Regions from separate parts of the Mus musculus genome. Here all the other regions are linked to region 1. The links are chromatin contacts, called in public HiCAR-type and HiChIP or PLAC-seq maps. All regions are on one chromosome and are shown on one strand. The core of a region is the stretch at or near the end of the contact, and the rest is flanking DNA. Distances in the headings are between cores, read along the strand shown. Region 1 holds the start of Setd1b (SET domain containing 1B). Region 2 holds the start of Atxn2 (ataxin 2). Region 3 holds the start of Mapkapk5 (MAP kinase-activated protein kinase 5).

Region 1 (2,700 bases), core at 154-2,653:
GGTTTTTTTGAATTCAAAACTGTTAACTGCTGACATTAATAGTGTGCTATGACCTAGTTATACAAGACAAAGATGGATTCCAAGTCATAAGGAAAAATCCAGATCTTTTTAAAAGGTCTTCATTCTTCCAAGTGTGAGTCCTTTGGCAAATGTTAAACACATTCAGGCGTCCTGAACTGGATGGTGGAGTCAAAGGAAAAGCATTCCCCATTTGCAACAAAGGAAAAACCCACTTGGCCATTTAATTCCATTGCAGAAAAATGGCTCCCTCATCTGTTGGCCTCTCCTTGGAGTCTGATGAAGGATGTTTTGAGATCAGCGTCTAATAACTCAAGCCCTATAGAAGCCGCGCGCTGATTGGCTGCCGCACCCTGCCGCCCTGCTCCAGCCAATTACCTACCCACGGCCAAATTACAAACCCCGAAAAGAGCCCCAATATGAAATACACCACCACGAAGCCCCGGCGAGGCGGCTGCTTCGCCTCGGCAGCCCGAGAAGAGAGACCGAGGGCGTCTGCAACCAGATCCACGCGAAAAGCCGGGGAAGCCTACGAGTTGAACTCACAAAATGGAAGCCGAGCGCTGATTGGCCGCCGCCACTCCCGGACCTTTAATAAAGAAAGGGGAAGGAAAATGATAAATGCAAAAAAGGGGACTCTCTGTCGCTGGTGGCTGGAGGAAGGAGGGAGGGAGAAGCATGTGTTCAAGACAATTACTGGGCGCTCCCCTCCAAAAATAAAAACAGAAAGGCAAAAAATAAAAACGAAAAAATAAAGAGAAAGAGCTATCTTCCCCGTCCAGGCGAGGGTTGTATCCTCCCAGGAATGTGAAGGCTAGTGTGGTTCCAAACCTTGGTTTCCCTTCCCCAGCACAGCTCCTGGGAGGGAGGGGGCGTGCGGGCCAAAGAGGAAGCGGGATCGGAGATACCTCGATTGCAAACTCGTTTGGGGTCGACGTCTGCCTCCCCTCCAGGCTTCTAGTAGTCATACACACGATCACCCCCCACTCGAAACCCAGCCCTTTTCGCCGAGACTCCACGCGTCCACCACCGGCCTGGGCAGTTTGGAAACAGTTTGGGAGGCCCTGGGGGCGCACACCGTGGAGTCTTCCGTAGCTGGAAGGGTAGCCCCAGCCGCGGGGGAGATAGAAGCCGTGGAGACCCCCCTCTCCCCCGTCAGCCAAGCCCCCCACCTCAGTCCCAGCAGAATAAATAAATTAAAAGGCCTTCCCCCCGGGGAAGGGGGGGGAGGCAGTGTGGGAGCGCGCGAGTGAGGGGTGGGGGGCCGCTGGGGCCCGGGGCTTTGGCGGCGCAGCTGCCGCCGCCGGGAGAGTGCCTGGGGAAGCGGCGAGGAAGGCGAGGGGAGGAGGAAGAGGAGGAGGAGGAGGAAGAGGAGGAGGGTGAGCACTCGGGTCGGGCTCCTTAGCGGTGTATTGTGGGATGTGCGGCTACTGGGAGCCGAGCCTCCGCCGCCAGCCGCCTCCCGGGCAGCAGCAGCAGCAGCAGCGGCGGCGGCAGCAGCAAGGGCAGCGGCAGCTCGGGGCCCGGCAGCCGCTAAGGCGGCGTCCCCCCCATCCCGGCCCCCGGTCCGGCCGCCCCGGCCTCGGCTCCCGCGGGGGACACCATGTACTGGCTGGCGGCGCAGGGAGGCCGGCGCCCGGCGGGGATGTAAGCGCGGCGCAGGGAAGGGAGGAGAGAGAGAGAGAGAGAGAGAGAGAGAGGCCGCGGTCAGAGGAGCCGGGCAGCCCGAGCCCCCGGCCCCCGCCCGGGCGGGCGACGCCAGGCCCTGCCGCGCGCCCCGCTCCCGAGCCGGGCCGAGCGCCACGCCGGGCGGCTGGCGGCACCATGGGCCGGAGCCCGCGTCCTCCGTGCGTCCCGGACCGCGCCAGCCCGCAGCGGGGGCCCCGGGCAGCCCCTCGCTGCCAGCCGGAGACGGTGGCCGAGCGGGCGGGCGCGTAAACCCTCCGGAAAGGGTTTATTCTCTCGCTCCATTCTTAGATTTTTTTTCCTCGGGAGGCGGGGGGGGGGGGGAGAGGCAGCGAGACAAGCTTTCGGGGCGCGCTGGTAAGGTGGGAGGGGGGTGGGGGCCAGCCGATTGGATTCTCGGGCGAATGTGTAGAAGCGTCGGAGAGGACAACAACTTGCTTGGGTTTCAGGTTGGGTTAACGGCATGGAGAACAGTCACCCCCACCACCACCACCAGCAGCCCCCGCCGCAGCCCGGCCCTTCGGGCGAGAGGAGGAACCACCATTGGAGAAGTTACAAGTTGATGATTGACCCGGCTCTGAAAAAGGGGCACCATAAACTGTACCGCTACGATGGGCAGCATTTCAGCCTGGCCGTGAGTAGCCGGCGCGCCTTCCCGCCACCCCCACCCACCCCCGGTGGAGCCCCCAGACAAGAGGCGAACGGAGGGGGACCCCTCTTCCAGCTACCTGGGCCAACTGTCAGCCAGGACTCCCTCCCCTCAGCCTGGAGTGGGACTGGTGCCTTGAGGGGGGGGGGTCTGCCCCTGCCCCTGGGGAGGGTGCCAGCCCTTCTATACTGAACCCCCTGTCTCTGCCCACAGATGTCCAGCAACCGCCCGGTGGAGATCGTGGAAGATCCCCGGGTGGTCGGAATCTGGACCAAAAACAAGGAGCTGGAGCTGTCTGTGCCCAAATTCAAGGTAGGACCCCTCCTCTCTGTCTTATGGTCCCTCCC
Region 2 (2,700 bases), core at 151-2,650, 1.4 Mb before region 1:
AAACAAGAACAAAAACCACCACCGACAAGGTCATACTTATATTGCTTATATATGTGTGGCACAATCCAAGGGTGGAGGGCTGGGGACAATTCCAAGCATTTAAGTTTTCTTCTTCCACATGCCAGCTCCAGGGTTGAGAGTTAGGTGGTGAGCTTAGGCAGCCTGGGCCTTTACCTTCTGAGCTATCTGCTAGCTACTTAAAAAAAAAAAAATCCATGTAGACCAACAAGTCTGGAACTCAAGAGATCCAGTTGCCTGTCCAGAGCTGGGATTAAAGGCATGTGCCATAACCAGGGGTAACTCTTCATTGAATTGCCCCTTCTTGAGACTGGGTCTCTTGTAGCTTAGCCTGGCCTAGAATTCCCTCATGAAGGTGAAGATGACCTTGACTGTCTAATCCTCCTTCCATTTCCCAAGTGCTCGTACTACAGGCAAGAACACCATGCCTGCCTTTAATTCACTGGAATGACTTTAATAGGTTGAGGGTTTTTTTTTTTCCCTCGGCCCATCACCTTCTTAAGCAATTTCACTTAGAAAAGAAAGAAAAAAAAAAAAACCAATTTAAACTCATTTGAAAAAAGTTAACCATTTGTTTCCAATTTAATTACAACACCTTAAAAAAAAAAACGGACCAGTGTTTGGTGGCCTTCCCGAGTTAAAGTAAAAGTTTTTAAAAGGGGTCAAGGTCTAAAGTTGACATTCTTGGGAAAGTCTGTTTAGTCTTCACCGAGGGAGACCCCATCACCCAGTTCTACTACCAATCAGGTCCATTTCCCTTCGGGTCCCCTGAAGGAGGAACTAAGAAGTCCGAGCGAGCTAGGGGGAAAAAAAAAAAGAGGGTTCAAATGAAGGTCAGAGACCCAACAGTTCGCCGGGGTGAATAAAGTGGGGCAAAGTGAAGCAGCTGGCGGTGGCTTCTGAGGCGGCAAGCTTCCCCACGCTGGCAGGGCAAGTCGGCACGCAGTGGCACCTGGGGGCCTACTGTGTGCCAGGCCCCGATTGCAGGTCCCCGCCCCGAAGGTGCCCGCAGGCCATCCTCTAAGTTGTGATTTGGTGGGGTGGGGGTGGGGTGAAATCAAGGTCCTCCAAGGGGGTCGAGGACACCCGAGCAGCTCACGGCGCCCGTCCCCGAAGCAGATCCCGAAGTTCAGACCCGCCTTGGCGAGGGCGGATCCCTCCTGGCCCCCTCCACGGCCCTAGTTCGACCCCGGGGAGAGCGAACGCGGCCCAGCGCTGCGCCCCGCTCCTCACGTGTCCCTGATCGGCCCCCCGGGCCGTCTCACGTTCGACTTCCGCCTGACCCTTCCGACTTCCGGTAAAGAGTCCCCCCCCCCACCCCCGACACCTCCCCCGCCCCGGGTCTGTTTCGCATCTCCGCGCCCTCCAGGCCCGCGTCAACCCCGTCCGCGTCCGCCAGCCCGGGTCCCATGCGTTCGTCCACCGCCGCCGCTCAGCGGCCCGCGGCGGGGGACCCCGAGCCGCGCCGCCCGGCGGGCTGGGCCGCGCGGCGCTCGCTCCCGCGGACGGCGCGGCGCGGCGGGCGGGGCGGCGCGGTGGCGTATCCCTCCGCCGGCCCTCCCCCGCGCGGCCCCGGCGCCCCTCCCCGCGGGCCGCGCTCGCCACCCTGCGCCTCAGACTGTTTTGGTAGCAACGGCCACGGCGCGTCCCGGCCCGGCTCCCGGCGGCTGCTCGGTGTCTGCGGGCCTCCCCGCCCCTTCGTCGTTGTCCTGCTGCCTCTGGCCCCCGCGGCCACGCCGGCCCGCGCCTGCCCGCCCGGCGTCCGCGCGTCCCCGCCGCGCTCCGGCGTCTCCTCCTCGGCGCGCCCGGCACCCGGCTGTCCCCGCCCGGCGTGCGAGCCGGTGTATGGGCCGCTCACCATGTCGCTGAAGCCGCAGCCGCAGCCGCCCGCGCCCGCCACTGGCCGCAAGCCCGGCGGCGGCCTGCTCTCGTCGCCCGGCGCCGCGCCGGCCTCGGCCGCGGTGACCTCGGCTTCCGTGGTGCCGGCCCCGGCCGCGCCGGTGGCGTCTTCCTCGGCGGCCGCGGGCGGCGGGCGTCCCGGCCTGGGCAGGTGGGTGTCAGCTCCCCCAGCCCCCTCCGCGCCGGGCCGATCCCGCGCCGCTCGTCCCCTCCCCCGCCTCGCGCCCCGTGACCGGCCGGCTTCGCGATGTGCCGGGGGGCCCGCGGAGGGGCGGGAGGCGCCGGCAGATTCCTTCGGGCTTCTCGGGCCGTGTCCAGCCTCCCGCACCATCGCGTCCCCTCCCCCCAGACGGCCAAGATGGACGGCCCTGGCGGCCCCCTGCCCCTCCCGGGTGTGCCAGGGGCGATTGGTATCCCGCCCCACCCCCTTGCTGCGCCCCCCCCCCCGATAGAAGGGCGGCTGAGCCTGGGTGCGGGTCGCAGGGGGTGGGGGGATCCTCTCCTGAAATGAGCCTCTTTGCCGGGTGGGGAGTCGGGAGGGAGGAGGGGAGATTGAGGCCCAGCCGCCCCAGGTAGGGTCAAGCCGGGTGTCCTGCATATCTATCCCCCGCCCCGCAGACCCTGGGAAGGTGGGCGACGGAGGCGAGGTGGGTGCCAGCGGCCTAACGCACCCATCCCCCTTTAGATCTGGGGCGGCGGGGTTCCCGCAGCGGGCCGTTCTTCCCCTCCCCCCCCCCAACTGGGGAAGGGGTGGGAGTGCCCGGCTCCCTCCAGGCCCGCCTC
Region 3 (2,700 bases), core at 135-2,634, 1.6 Mb before region 1:
TTCATGCAGTGCAAGGGATCAAACCCAAGGGTTCATGCATGGTGAGTACTCTACCAGCTGGCTATATTCCCAGTCCCATTTGGGGTCGTTTTAGAATACGGGGCGCTTTAAACTCTTCAGAAATAAACTCTTGATTCTTGAGAGTAGACAAGAGAACAGAAGGAAATGAACGCACAGAGAAGGGAAAAGCCAAAGGGCAGGTTTTGGGCAAAGGTAAAGCAACTCCTGAAGTTGAAGGTCTCAAACAGGCTTGGTTCAGAGCCATCAGGAGGGGTCAGAGCCACTGCCAAGTGTCGCAGTGGGTCACCAAGATGCAAATGGACACAGTTGGAGGTGATGGAAACATGAGAGTCCTAAGAAGCCCTCTTATATCCCACTCATATGAAGTATCTCCACACTACTCAACTTCGTTCTAGCTGAGCACAAATTGCATCAACCAAGGAGGCTAGAGGGAATCGGAGACACCACCCTACACAAGCCAACACTCTGGGCCTTCAAATGCGGTCCCCTTCCCCGGGAGGCCGAAAACCGAACTTACTAGATGCTAGGAACTAGAACCTCTACCTCCCATTCAAATTCTCTCTATTTCCCAAGGCCCACGATGAGCGGAATCGCGGTTGTCGACAAAGCAGGGTACGGGTTGCATCTCCCGCTTACCTTGATGGCTTTCTCCATGTCGCTGTCCTCCGACATGCTCCGCTGGGCTCCCACAGCCCGAAGCGGCGGAGGCTGCGCGGCTGTCCCGTCCCCTGGCAGCCGAGGAAGCAAAGGGCTCGGAGCTCGGGGAGACGGGCAGCGCCCGCCCCTAGGGAGCGGAGGGGATGAAGGTCCGGGTGCCGGCTCGGCTTCCGCAGGCGGCTCTAAGCTGGTGGCGGCGGTGGCGGCGGCAGCGGCGGCGGCCCCTGGGGACAAGCCTTTGTGCTGGGCCCCGCGCAGCCGCTTCCCGGCCTCATCCCCGGCCGGGGAGGCAGGCTCCCGGGGCAGGGCGAGGCGGGGAGGGGCCCGGCCTGGAGCGCCGTGCGGGGCTTTGGCGGGGCCGCCGCTTAGGCCTGGGTTCGCCAGCTCCTGAGGAGAAGCCTGCGCCGCCGCCTCCGCCTTCCCCGCCGCCGCCGGCACCAGCACCGTAGCGAAGCCGAAGCCGAGCCCGCCGCCGCTGCCGCCGCCGCCGCCGCCGCCGCCGCCGCCGCTCCCACTGCCGCTCCAGCGCCACACATCGCCGGGACGCCTGCGCCGGGCAGCCCGCCGGCCGCCCGCCCGCGCCTCACCCTCTGCAGCTTCACGCCAGCCATGCTGCCGCGGGGCTCTGCGACCACCCAGCCCCGCGCGCCTCTCGCCGGCATCCGCCGGCCTTTCTGAGGCTTTCCCGAGCCGCGCGGTGGATGTGCAGGCGCCAGCCGGGTCGTCCCCGGGGCGCGCCGCACGCAGCACAGGCCCCCGGGCCTTCCACTGACGTGGCGCTGGGTGAATGACGTAAGACGGCGCGAGGCCTGGCCTGCCGAAAGAGAAGCGGAATGCAGGGAGGGCGCATGCGCGGGAGCCCGCTGCTGAGTGTCTTGTGTTTTGAGCGAAACCTGTGGATGCAGCCAAGGAGTTGGCTGGGAAGTGGGATGGTAACGTGGGACATACAGAAATCTGGCTGTGTGGGAACCAACCGGATCGTGCTCGTCCTGTCAGCTTAGCGGGGTCGGAGATGTTGCTGCCTGCTGCAGCCATCTCAGCATCCCGAGGATGCTAGAAGCGGGAAGGAGGGACAAACGAGTTCTTGGCTTCCATGCGGACGGTTTTAGGACTAGCCAGTTTATGAAGCAGAATTGAAGGTTTGGTTGATTGATTGATTGATTGATTGATTAATTGATTTTTCGAGACAGGGTTTCTCTGTGTAACCCTGGCTGTCCCGGAGCTCACTCTGTAGACCAGGCTGGCCTCGAACTCGGAAATCTGCCTGCCTCTGCCTCCCAAATGCTGGGATTAAAGGCGTGTGTCACCACCGCCCGGCTCTGAAGGTTTTATTAACGATTACTTAAATGGAAGCGTATCCCTGAGAGAGTCATAAGAGACGAGTACACAAAGTATACACAAAGGAGTTTAGTACACGTCCTTTCTGTTAGATTTCTGAGGCAGTTCAAAGGAACAGACAGGGAGCAAAAGAGAGATGGGAGCCTGACCTCTTAACAGTCAGGACTGTGATTACTGGTGCGCACAGCAGGGGGCACAGTCCTCCTCCTGGAAGTTGGACTCCTCTACCAGAGGAAAAAGCTGGCTTCGAGGAGCCTATATAGTAAGGGTGTTAAGAATGCAGAAATATGGGGGGAGAGGCCTCAGGCCACTTCCCATTTCGTTTTATGAAGTTATCTAAATCAATTTAGATATTAAAATCAAAACTTCCAAGTTTTGGCCAGCAGTAGCCTTTGTCCAATGTGCATGGAGGCTAGATTGGGACCAAGAGCTGAGCAAGTTAGTGTCTTGAGGTCTCCCCATAGAGAGCTCTTTTAGATTAGCCTTCAGCCAGGCTAATGGTATGTCCTTTGGAATGGACAGTTTGGAACCCATGGCAGGCGTGCAACCAAGGTAAAAACATGGGTTAAATTGAGTCACCCAGGGGTATCCCTCAGATTTTCGATTAACCAAATGTAATGAGCATATTTAAAAAAAAAAAAAGCCGGTAAACCTGAAAAAAATAGCTTAGTTAGGAACTCCACT

What was found. HiCAR-type assays count read pairs that join an accessible place to other places. HiChIP or PLAC-seq counts read pairs in DNA pulled down with a chosen protein or histone mark.
Region 2: an H3K27ac HiChIP or PLAC-seq map of microglia shows a contact between it and region 1, with 6 times the contacts expected there. The contact joins the promoter of Atxn2 here to the promoter of Setd1b in region 1. A contact is called at or near these places in 2 of 484 Hi-C or Micro-C datasets (cardiomyocytes and embryonic stem cells) and 3 of 115 datasets of contacts at active chromatin or transcription factors (embryonic stem cells, microglia and pancreatic cancer cells).
Region 3: a contact with region 1 is called in a HiCAR-type map of astrocytes, with 5 times the contacts expected there. The contact joins the promoter of Mapkapk5 here to the promoter of Setd1b in region 1. A contact is called at or near these places in 1 of 39 promoter capture datasets (liver), 1 of 484 Hi-C or Micro-C datasets (B cells) and 1 of 115 datasets of contacts at active chromatin or transcription factors (astrocytes).

What each region holds. Positions count from the first base shown.
Region 1 is chr5:123,140,790-123,143,489 of GRCm38.p6, forward strand. It overlaps Setd1b (SET domain containing 1B), which reads left to right and starts at 1,404. Exons shown (of 17, transcript NM_001040398.2): 1 at 1,404-1,665; 2 at 2,154-2,338; 3 at 2,567-2,665. The coding sequence starts at 2,168. It also overlaps a transcript of Rhof not described here.
Region 2 is chr5:121,710,209-121,712,908 of GRCm38.p6, forward strand. Atxn2 (ataxin 2) reads left to right here and starts at 1,401. Exons shown (of 25, transcript NM_009125.2): 1 at 1,401-2,068. The coding sequence starts at 1,428.
Region 3 is chr5:121,544,508-121,547,207 of GRCm38.p6, forward strand. Mapkapk5 (MAP kinase-activated protein kinase 5) reads right to left here and starts at 1,385. Exons shown (of 14, transcript NM_010765.2): 1 at 658-1,385. The coding sequence starts at 693.